Linked DNA regions of Mus musculus: region 1 is linked to region 2. Evidence: chromatin contacts called from public HiChIP or PLAC-seq data. All regions are on one chromosome and are shown on one strand. The core of a region is the stretch at or near the end of the contact, and the rest is flanking DNA. Distances in the headings are between cores, read along the strand shown. Region 1 has its middle 43 kb from the start of Dlk1. Region 2 overlaps Wdr25 (WD repeat domain 25).

Region 1 (4,978 bases), core at 103-2,602, 500 kb before region 2:
AAGGAATGTACAGCCCCAGAGCCCCAGAGCCCCAGAGCCCCAGAGCCCCAGAGCCCCAGAGAAGAAGGTCGGCCACGCCAGGCTTTGAGCATCTCTGGAGCAGCAATACTTGGGGCCCAGGGCCCCTTGCTCTGTGAGCCTAGCCAGTAATGAAGACCATGTGAGGGCTGTGGGCTCCCTCCGCCTTCCTGGCTTAGCAGAGAGGCTCTCAGGAAGTGTGGAGGGAGGGGGGGGGTCTGCCTGGCTGTCCAGCTGGAAGAATTGTGCTGAGAAGATGGAGAGCTAGCAGGGGTCAAGGAGACCCACTCCTCCCTGAAGCAATCTATGCATGCAGGACTCTGAATGCTACCGGTCCCCCTGAACCTGTGTCACCCAAAACTAGGTGTCTCATCCTATTTCAGAAAGATCACTAATGAAGGCTAGAGCGCAACACTGCAACCACTTCTTCAGGAAAGAAAAAAAAAAAGAACTATTGGTGGCCTTGGGTTCAGTTAAGAGGAGCACGGTGCTCTGGCTCGAGCGTGGCAGGGGTCTGCTGTAGCTGGCAGCTCGGACACAGCTCTCAAAGAGGACACCAATGCTCTCAAAAGAGCCCCGAGACTTGGTTTGGAGAAGAAAGGCTAGAGGGAGTCGTAGTTACCATTTCTAGATATGCTGGGCTCCCAACTCAGTTTTCCTGGTAGGAGCGTGCCTCCTCAGAGGGCTGGGCTCCCAGGCGATTGGCAAGCTCCCTAGTGCCAGAGGGAGGAACTGAGTCTAATCCTTGGCGTTCTGTGGGTGCCTCCACAGCCTGGGTGTGCACTGGAGGGCTAAGTGACTTCATGAGTTCTGTGAGGTCTGGGGCGCCTCTCTCAGCAGCCCGAACCAGAAGTGCCTGGCAGAACCTCACTCACTTGGACTCTGAACACACGAGAAACTGAAGGGAGAAGCTTCCCACGGCCAGAGGAGACCTGGGCCCTTCCTGCATCCTGGATTAGCTAGTGGAGGGAGACCCACCAGCCCACACTCCCAGAGGGAACCTCGGGGCCGCATCAAGGGCCTGTACACTGTTTTCCTGCTTACAAGAGCCAGATGCTCTGTTCACAAGGGTCTGCCCAGGCTGTCAAAACACTCCCAAACACTCAGGGTCTAAGGGGTACATAGAAATAAGCCATCTGGCCCATCTTCTCTTGCACTGGGAGGGAGGGGATGCCTGGTAGACCATTCCCCTGGTTTCTTACATAGGCAAGAAGACCCCATCTACTGAGAAACACATCTCTGTCTTAGCCAGGTCCACATGAACAGCCAAGCCCCAGTCCCAGTCCTCAGCCCAACGTCCCCTGCTGTCCTGGCCCCCACTCCTGCCCAGCTGCCTGGGCTAATCCAGGCCTGTGGGAAGCACAGGGTGGGGGCAGCCTTGCTGTTCAGAGGAGCCTCGATTCACCAGGATGCCTCCATGCACAGATGCGCCTCTCAGCTCGGGCGGATTTGATAAACTTGCTAAATTGCAATTCTCTGTGGCTTAGGAGAGCTGGGCCTTAGCCAGAACATGCATTATCCTCTGCAGCTGCAGGCTGCAGAGAGCCAAAGGGTGGAGGCCTAGTTGGGGCTTCCCCACCCTCCAGCCTGGGGCCCAGTGCTTTTGGGGTGCTAAGCCTAGAGCCACTCTCGGAGCCAAGCAGGCTCATGACAGTCACACTGGATCTAGGAAATCTGATTCATGGCACAATCTAGGAAAGAGCCAGTCATGAATCTCCCAGAAGGTTCTACAGGGAAGTGGCTGTGCACCCACATTTCTTGGGCAAGCAATGTTGGGGTCCTAGGTTGAACTCAGCTCTTCTGAGCAGGAATGCTTCAAATTTCCTCTCAAAACCTGGCCTTTGAGGCTCATAGCCCTGTTCTAGGCACAGAAAAAGGTACTTCTAATGGTAGCTTAGAGGCTCAGGGGACTTGGAAGTCCAGCTTGCGACCCTCCCCACAGGAAAACACTATGTACAGTTGGACTGCAGGAAGACTGGCGTCTCTAGACCCCAGGGTAAGCTGGGGGTGGTTTTGACGCCAGAGCCTAAGCGCTGTTCTGTCCTCTAGACAATCAATTTCCGCACACGTACACAGAGAGCCACGGCTCTGCTTCCGGCTGCCTCGTCTCCGGGAATAGCTGCTTTTTAATTACATGGAAAGGTCACCAGGAAGAAAAGAAGCGAGAAGTCTGTCTTCTTATTCTTCCTCCCAGGGCTAAGAATGTTAAAACTAAGTAGCTGAGGGGCAAAAGGGGTTGGGTGGGGGTGGCCAGGGGGGGGGGATAGGAAGCCAGATAAGTGCTTAGGGGCTGGTGCCTCAGTTTCCCCAGCTGCAGAGGAGAATAACAGGTTTGCAGAATGACAAAGCCTTCCTGCAACCCAGCTACCCAGCACCTCAGTACTCCTGCTACTCAGCACAGCACTTCTGCAAACCAGCCACCCAGTACCTCTGTTACCCAGATATGTGCACACTAAACAAAATGGCTCTGCTCCTAGGGGGCTTAGGGTCTAGTGGGGAGGGAGGGGGAGAGAGAGAGAGAGAGAGAGAGAGAGAGAGAGAGAGAGAGAGAGAGGGAGAGAGAGAGAGAGAGACTTGATTCTGGCATCCCACTATGTGAGCTCTGTCTAAAATGGGGAGTTAAGCCAGTCCAAGAAACCACAGAAGGCTTCCTGGAAGAAACAGCCCTGAGCCTAGAGTTCAGATAGGCAGTGGTCAGCAAGAAGTCTTGTTCTTTGTGAGGACTGGCTTCCCAGCTGCTGACCCCTGGCCCCTGGTGGCACATCTTCATTTTCTGACTCCCACTGTTGTACCCAGAATGCCTTTCCAGAGCAGTCTTTGCTGCTTTTTGAAGCTGTGGACAAATAGTTAGAAGAGCTTGTCCTTCTACCTACTCTGTGCCCCCCCCAGCCCCAGAGCCCCTCAGCCAACACCCCAGGATAGTGTGTGCTGGATTGAGGAGCTAGCCCCCACCACACCCCTTGGGCTGCTGCAGAGCACAGGGTTTGGGGCTATGTCAATCACCATTTTAAGAGAGGGAAGATATTCTCCTCCCCACCCCCCACTGCCCCCACAAAGGGAATTTTAAAATTGGATTTACTGGTCAAATTAATGAAATGCATGCGTCCTCAGGCACCCCACCCCTGGGATGCTTCCTTTACTGACAAACAAATCTTTAAAATACAGTCAGCCACCTCCACAATATAGAAGCAACCCCAGCATATGTGTTCTTCACACCCCCGGGAGGGACTGCCAAACGCCCCTAGAGTCCTGAAGGGGGAGGGGGGACACTGAAGGGGTTTTAATTTTCTTCTTTCCGCTGACTCCAGCTTACTCTGTCAACAGCATCTTTTTATGATCAGGAACAAAGATAGCATTTTTAATAAAAGAACAATGCATCGATATTACTAATTACAGTTTTGATTTTTCAAAAGCTCCCCACCCCAATCCCCTCTTGTCCCCATAGGGTAAGTGGCTGCTCCCTGGGTGGCTGCCCCCAAGCAAAGATTGCTGCCCAAGGTCTCTGGCTTCATTCACTTCGTGCAAGTGGCAGGCAGCTCTCCATCACCATGGTGGCTAAGGCTGCCTCCCACTCCCTGGATCTCCTACCCACCCACCTAACCCATTCCCCCAACCCCCTCCCAGCTTGCCTGCTCCCCACTTAGTCTGGTGTGAGACAGGGAGTGGCATGGCCAGCCGGCAGGCCACTGCAGAGCTGGGAGTAACGGATGGCTTGCTCAAAGTACAGCCTTATTAATCCTGTCTGGCCTGAAAACCTCTGAATCCAGGGTCCAGGGCAGCAGCCAGTAGGCATATAGCAGCCTCACATCCTCCAAACATCTGGGGGGTATCTCAGGTCTGGGGGTACTCAGGTCTGTACCTCACTCTCCCCATCTAGTGCTGTGGTGGGTTTTCACTGCACCCCATGTGAAGATTTTCCAGCATCCTTCTGTAGCAGACATGACCAAGTCGCATCTGACCAGTCCCTGTCTGTTCATCTGTGAACTGAGGCCTGCTTGTGCCTTCCAAATGGGTCTCCTGCCCCTAGAACATCCCCGGTGGTGAGGGCTCAGAGGACGGACAGACAGAGCCTGAGCCAGGCTGCATGACAGACGGGCTGAATGCCAGGGAGGAAGCAAGGGAGGCTGAGGTGAGTGGTGAGAGGCGGTGAGGAGTGGCTCACAAGAACCATCCGGTAGTTAAATTCTGTAGAGGTCCGTTGGCCTCGGAGCCCACGTCTGAGAAGTCCAGACAAACTGGAACAGGGGTTCTGGGCCACCATGGGAAGGCCTCACTGTGGAAGGCAGAGAGTAAATAACAACCCCCAGTCAAAGGCAGGGTCTTGGTGACCATCAAGATGGCCAGTGGCTTAGTGAGACAGTGATGAAGAGATGAAGACTTGTAGCATCTCCAGGCAGCCCCACCGGGAAGCAGCACTGCTCAGGAACCAGTATGACCTTAGCAGTCCAGGAGTGCTGCTGTGGCTAGCATGGGGTGAGCATACTGGCATTACTCGCTGTCTCTGTGTCAGGGCCTTTGCGGGAGCTGCTAACCCACTGCCAGCATGCTTTTCTCATAGCTGCCTGTGTCAGGCACCTTCCTGTCTTTCATGCTCTGCTTGGATTTCAGATAGGCCTCTGATGATATCCTCAGAGCACTCTTTTCCTTTATGGTCACTACGGAGTATACATTTACGTCAAAAGCCCCGTGTTCCTCCATTGTGGCCTCATTCACTCTTGTGTTTATCCTGTCTCTCCTACAAAGATACTTAGGAGTCCAATCCCTCCCCCACCACACATATACACACTGTCTATCGAGGCGTGCCAGAAACATGTGTGGCACACAGTAGGGCTTCAAGGGTGGGCAGACAAGGTGCACATAGTAGGTACTCAGCAAAAGGACTCAAAAAATGGTGGCATTACTGATCTTTCTTGACTAGCCATTCTCTTAAGGGTGACTCTAGTCCAGAGACAGTCAGGAA
Region 2 (5,079 bases), core at 2,313-4,812:
GGGGACTGAGAGTATATAAGCAGACCTCCCTGGGTGCCCAGTGTCCCCGTAGCAGCATTGAGGCGTTTCTGTAATAAAGGCTGTTGAGAAGAATCCGAACGTGTTGTGTCTTCCATGCCGGCCGAGGTGAGCACAACACCCAAGGACTTGCTGGCCAGGCAACCTGGCTGAAATAGATCACGTTCTGGATTCAGTGAGAGTGGAGTGACTGAAGGTGGCTCTCAGTGCTGCCATCCAGCCGCCACGTGCACATGGGCATACATACACAAAGAATCAAATGGTATAAAAATAAATGGTGGTGGCACAAGTTTGTACAGATGGCATTTAAGGGAGCCGAGGTACAGATGGGTACCATGTGGCCTGGCCACATTGGCCTTCCTAGACACAGAAGTCCCCAGCACCAGGCTCTTCATTTTTCCCAACACACAGCATTTTATGGCGAGCCTGTGGCTTTACTCCAGAGTGGTTGCAAAGGGTTAGGAACTTCTCTGTTTGCTTAATAGTCTCCTCCGGAGGTCACATGGAGAGGAAACCAACTGGGAACAGCAAATGCTCCCTGCGACAGCTCTGCAGGAAGGGTTGCCACCTGCAGTCCTGTCACTACTGCACTGTGCTGCAGCAACTCTGGAGATCACACAACTACTGCAAGAGAAAGCACATCCAAGATCCGTCAAACCTCCATGCTCTCCCAAATGAGGAACCCAACACACACAGCAGCTGCCTGACCTGCCTGGTGCCTCAGCTGGTGACTCAATGTGAACCTCTGGTTCCTGGCAGCCAGCGTCATCACTCCATCTGTCCCCTGTGTCCCACCTGTGTCCCCTGTCCGTGGCAATAACCTCATAGAGAAAGGAGTCACTCCTCCCACAGATCATGCCTGTAAAGTCAGGAGGCTGTTTTGTTGTTGTTGTTGTTGTTTTTAAGAGAAGGTAACAACAAAAGAAAGGGGGAAGGTGTCTGAAATAAAGGTAGTCCTTCCTACCCGGCAGATGGAAAGCTTTTGGGCATGAGATGGAATGGCATGTGATTATAGCAAAGTACTAATGGCTGTCACATGTCACTACCTTTTGACAGAGGGCACTTGGGAAGAAGACGTTACAAACTGAAAGCTTTCCCTTCACCTTCTGAGGGGCAGAATAATAATTCACCTGAATTGTCAGGATCTGATCCAGGCAGCATTTGCGCAATAAAGAGAGGTTCAGAAAAACTCCCGTGCCATTATGGGCATTCATAGGAGCAGCAGTAATAACTGGGTTTTAAAAGCCTCTCGCGATTGAGCAAGAGTCCTTTCAGCACTTACTCCTCTGTCATCAGCACCAACTAATCCCAGGGGCACCTCAGAAGTGTGCAGAGGAGAGAGACCCAGGCCCTCCTAACAGACACGCAAGCCCCAGAGCCTGGGGAGGCAAGAAAAGCTGAACTAGAGAGAGCACCCCCAAGGCTGCTAGAGCAGCCCATGACTGCAAGCTGCAGGTAATGATGGAGCAGCCTGCTTCCTGTTTCCTCCAGTACTTTTCCATTCCTCTAGGTGATCATGTTTCCCCCAGTAACAGAAGCAAAGTAAGAAAGGGAAAAAAAAAAGCCCAATATGAAAAATGTAAACAAACAAAAGACCACAATCTGATAGCATAAAGCTATCGGAGGGGATGGACTCCCATGGAGGATTAGCAGATGCTTCCAAGAAGAGAGGCAAGTTGAGGCAGCCATAAAGAGCAGGAAACTACCCAGTGTGTATGGGGTTGGGGTGGGGGGGGATAGGCAGAAGGGGTCATGCATGCCACGGAAGCCTACGACCCTGAGGGGCTGAGGGGAGATGCCAGCCCCCACTTGGAAATCAATGTACAGGCTGCTCTGAGTCCCTGAGCCAACCAGAGGTGATTAATAAGGAAGTGCTTAATTAGACAGTGCACAGGGGACTGCTGTGGACCAAAGGCAGAAGGAGCAGGGCAGAAACAGGGACCTGAGCAACCCCACACTCTCTCGCTGAGTCTCCAGGGAGGCAGGAGGCCTCTCTGCCCCAGGAATGGAGCGGGGGCAGCCACTGACGCGCCCCAGAGGCCCAGAGGAAATATTATTGCGAGACAAAAACTGAATTATGAAATCCGCAAGCAATAATTAGTTTAAATTACTACTTCTACTTGAATAATTAAACACGCTTATTTTCACTCACTGATGTTTTATTCATTACCATACATCTTTCCTGAAAGTTGTTTTTAACGTGGATATTCTTTTATTTGCAAAGATCCCACAGAGATTTACTATGCTAATTTCAAACCTTTCTTCTAAAATAAAAACAATAACAAAACACTCCCAGATTATCCCCCATTAGCAACTGCTGTGTGGGGTCCATTATCAATTTAAGTCACAGCAACTGACTGGAAATACTGTGGGTAGCCATGAAGTTATTCACATAACATAGCGTCCTCCCTTGAAAATTCACTACTGAAAGGGCGGTATTTAAATAAGCTCCAAGTGATTATGAAAATAAAAAGACCCAAGTGCAGAAAGACCATTCAGGCACAGACGGAACTCGCCTGTGCTTTTAGCACACCCTCTATTAATGAACATGTTTGTGCACCGCCACAAATAATATTTGAATTTTGTAAGTCGTGTTTGTACACCCTGGAGCCAGGATACCCATAAGCACAGTAATAGGGGCTTAAGGTTTTTATTAAACAAAGTTACCTTTGGGAATAAGGACTAACTTAAATATAATCCACGGACTAACTCTTCCCTGCTGGGCTATTAGCTGGTGCTGGCTGAATGGCGGGACTCCAAATCCTCACTAATGCCAACAAGCTGGGCCTGAGTCAAACCCAGATGGAGTGCGGCTGCCACCACTGTCAACCAGCTCCATGGCGGCCCAGAAGCCAAGTGCTCTGTGGTCCCTCTGAGGGGACCACAGAGCCTAGTTAATGCGAAAGCAGAATGGGCACCAGCTGGACCCACTGGACCACTGTGACAAACAAGCATCCGTGTAATGTCAGCACAGCCCTGTGTCCACACACCAGCCCTGCTCCTTAACGGATCCCTTGAGGTGGCACTGGGCTCTGCACAGTCCTGACCCAGGTCTTAGAACCAGCAAGCTCTTCTCAAACACCTGCTGGAGGAGACTAAGCACTGGAGTTTTAAAAATCCAACTAGACCTGAAGTCCCTATCCTAAAACAATCATTCATTCATCCCAGCAACTCAGCAAAGATTGCATGTGACTTGTTCCTACAGTCCTCCCTCCCGCTGCCATCTATCTCCATGTAGGTGGGTTTGGGGGACACTTCCACACATGCAACCAGTATTTTGAAGTGGCAGGAAAGCAGATTTTGAAGTTTCCAAATAAAAAAATTGACCATCAGCTGAATAGAACCACAAGCTATGGTGCTGGTATGGCCCTTGGAAGATGAAGGGCCTCCAGAGGCCACAGGCCAGAGCTCAGATGGTTCTAGAAATCAACACTATCTGCAATCTGCGTCATCCTGTTAGCCGCATAGGGAGAGCAGAGCAGAGCCTCTGCTAGGCTTCTGTTACCGTGGCAACAGCTTCACTGGCCTGTTGCTGGGAAAGGAATGCAAGAAGGGAATTGGAGAGGGAGTGGGGAAAGGAGGAAAGGCAAGCGGAGGCGGACACAGTTGATGGAGGACTAGGGGCAAGCAGAAGGGGAAAGTAAAATCAAGACATGAGAGGATGGAGGGAAGAGACAGGGAGGAGCAGGGCTGGAGATGGGAGCGCCCACAAGTGTGCAGCTATCTGTATGCAAGGAGAGCTTGTTTCACTCATTAAAGGCAACACATTTCAACTCTCAGTTGCTGCCTCAAGATACACTCAATTATCCGATAAACCACGGGAAAACTGAAAATGCCAAAGTGCTGGAATTGCCTAAACACAAACTCTCAACAATGTCAGCACGAAAGGCTGGCCGGGTCAGGCCTAGATGGAAAAAGGAGGAGGAGAGGGAGGGGGCGAAGAGGAGGAAGAGGTAGAGGAGGAGGAGGAAGAGGAAGAGGAGGAAGAGGAAGAGGAAGAAGAAAAGGAGGAGGAGGAGGAGGAAGGAGAGGAAGAGGAGGAGGAAGAAGAGGAAGAGGAGGAGGAGGAGGAAGAGGAGGAAGAGCAGGAACATGCAGTGGGAGGCAGCACCCTTGAGCACAAGGCACTTGGCACATGAACTCTGTTGGCCTCCCTGTGGAGCAGGCCCTCTCCTGCTCACGAGCTCACGAAGCAGCAGCCTTGAAAGCTTGGAGTTTACACTCAGCTAGGCATCCTCACATTTGTCCCTGGTGTAGGCCAGGTGGGGCTGGAGCAGCACAGGAAACTCAGAGTAGGTGGTCAGCTCCAGCCTATTCTTCGGATACCCCAAAACACATCACCTGCCGAGTTCTAAGAGCCATCTAAATGGAGCATGGTGCCCTGAACTGGTCCCTGGGACAGGAAAGGGGCGTTAACAGGAAATTAAGTAAAAGGCAGGCAAGTGCACTGCAGAGTTAGCTGAGTGTGGTAGAGTTGCCTGATGTTAACTTCTTAGCTGTGTGAGAGGGAGGTCAGTGTGAGGAACGTGGGGAAGGACCAGGCACTCACTGCGTGCTGCTTTATACATCTAGGGTTATTTTTTAAAGTTTTACAAGAAGAATAAGAAGGGCCGTTAGAAACTAAGAGTCCCGTTTTTCTCACAGTGATTCATCTCTTTCGTATAAACCAGCACCCCTGACAGGCTTAACCGCCATAAAGTTTTATTGGCGTGCAGGCTGCAGCATTACAGCAGAGCCACACTCCCACAGCCAGAGTGAGTTATTAAGCCCTGAGCGAGCTGGCAGCGCCCTTTCCTCTGGAGCTGGAACACAGCAGTGACATGCCTCCACACATCAAGGAGCTGCAGCTCAGACCACAGAAAGCACACACACTTGGAAGACTGTGCTGAAATCTCTTTGCCCTCCCTACTCCTCAGCAGGGCTGCACAGGTCCCTCTGGGCCTCAGGTACCCAGCCAGCCAGCATCCTTGGATTGCCTTAGGTTACTGGGGGCAGCACACTCTGCCACATTGCTAGGTCTTTGCAGTGTGCTTGGGATGGTCTGCCACGGCCTTGCTGTGC

Evidence for each region. HiChIP or PLAC-seq counts read pairs in DNA pulled down with a chosen protein or histone mark.
Region 1: an H3K4me3 HiChIP or PLAC-seq map of embryonic basal ganglia shows a contact between it and region 2, with 3 times the contacts expected there. The contact joins two enhancer-like sites. A contact is called at or near these places in 2 of 15 datasets of contacts at CTCF or cohesin (the NIH/3T3 cell line and large pre-B cells), 6 of 484 Hi-C or Micro-C datasets (the AML12 cell line, CD8 T cells, the Patski cell line and 3 more), 5 of 115 datasets of contacts at active chromatin or transcription factors (the NIH/3T3 cell line, differentiating embryonic stem cells, embryonic basal ganglia and 2 more) and 1 of 9 other capture datasets (embryonic stem cells).

The regions. Positions count from the first base shown.
Region 1 is chr12:109,408,020-109,412,997 of GRCm38.p6, reverse strand. No RefSeq gene overlaps it. Among named protein-coding and RNA genes, the nearest start is that of Dlk1, 43 kb to the left of the region's middle. Within about 2 kb of position 1,352, at least 48 of the 459 cell types and tissues checked have an H3K27ac peak or open chromatin away from gene starts, as enhancers often do. A contact at or near this core is called in embryonic basal ganglia, where this site is marked.
Region 2 is chr12:108,914,589-108,919,667 of GRCm38.p6, reverse strand. All of the region lies in intron 2 of Wdr25 (WD repeat domain 25), which reads right to left. Among named protein-coding and RNA genes, the nearest start is that of Wdr25, 23 kb to the right of the region's middle. Within about 2 kb of position 3,562, at least 97 of the 459 cell types and tissues checked have an H3K27ac peak or open chromatin away from gene starts, as enhancers often do. A contact at or near this core is called in embryonic basal ganglia, where this site is marked.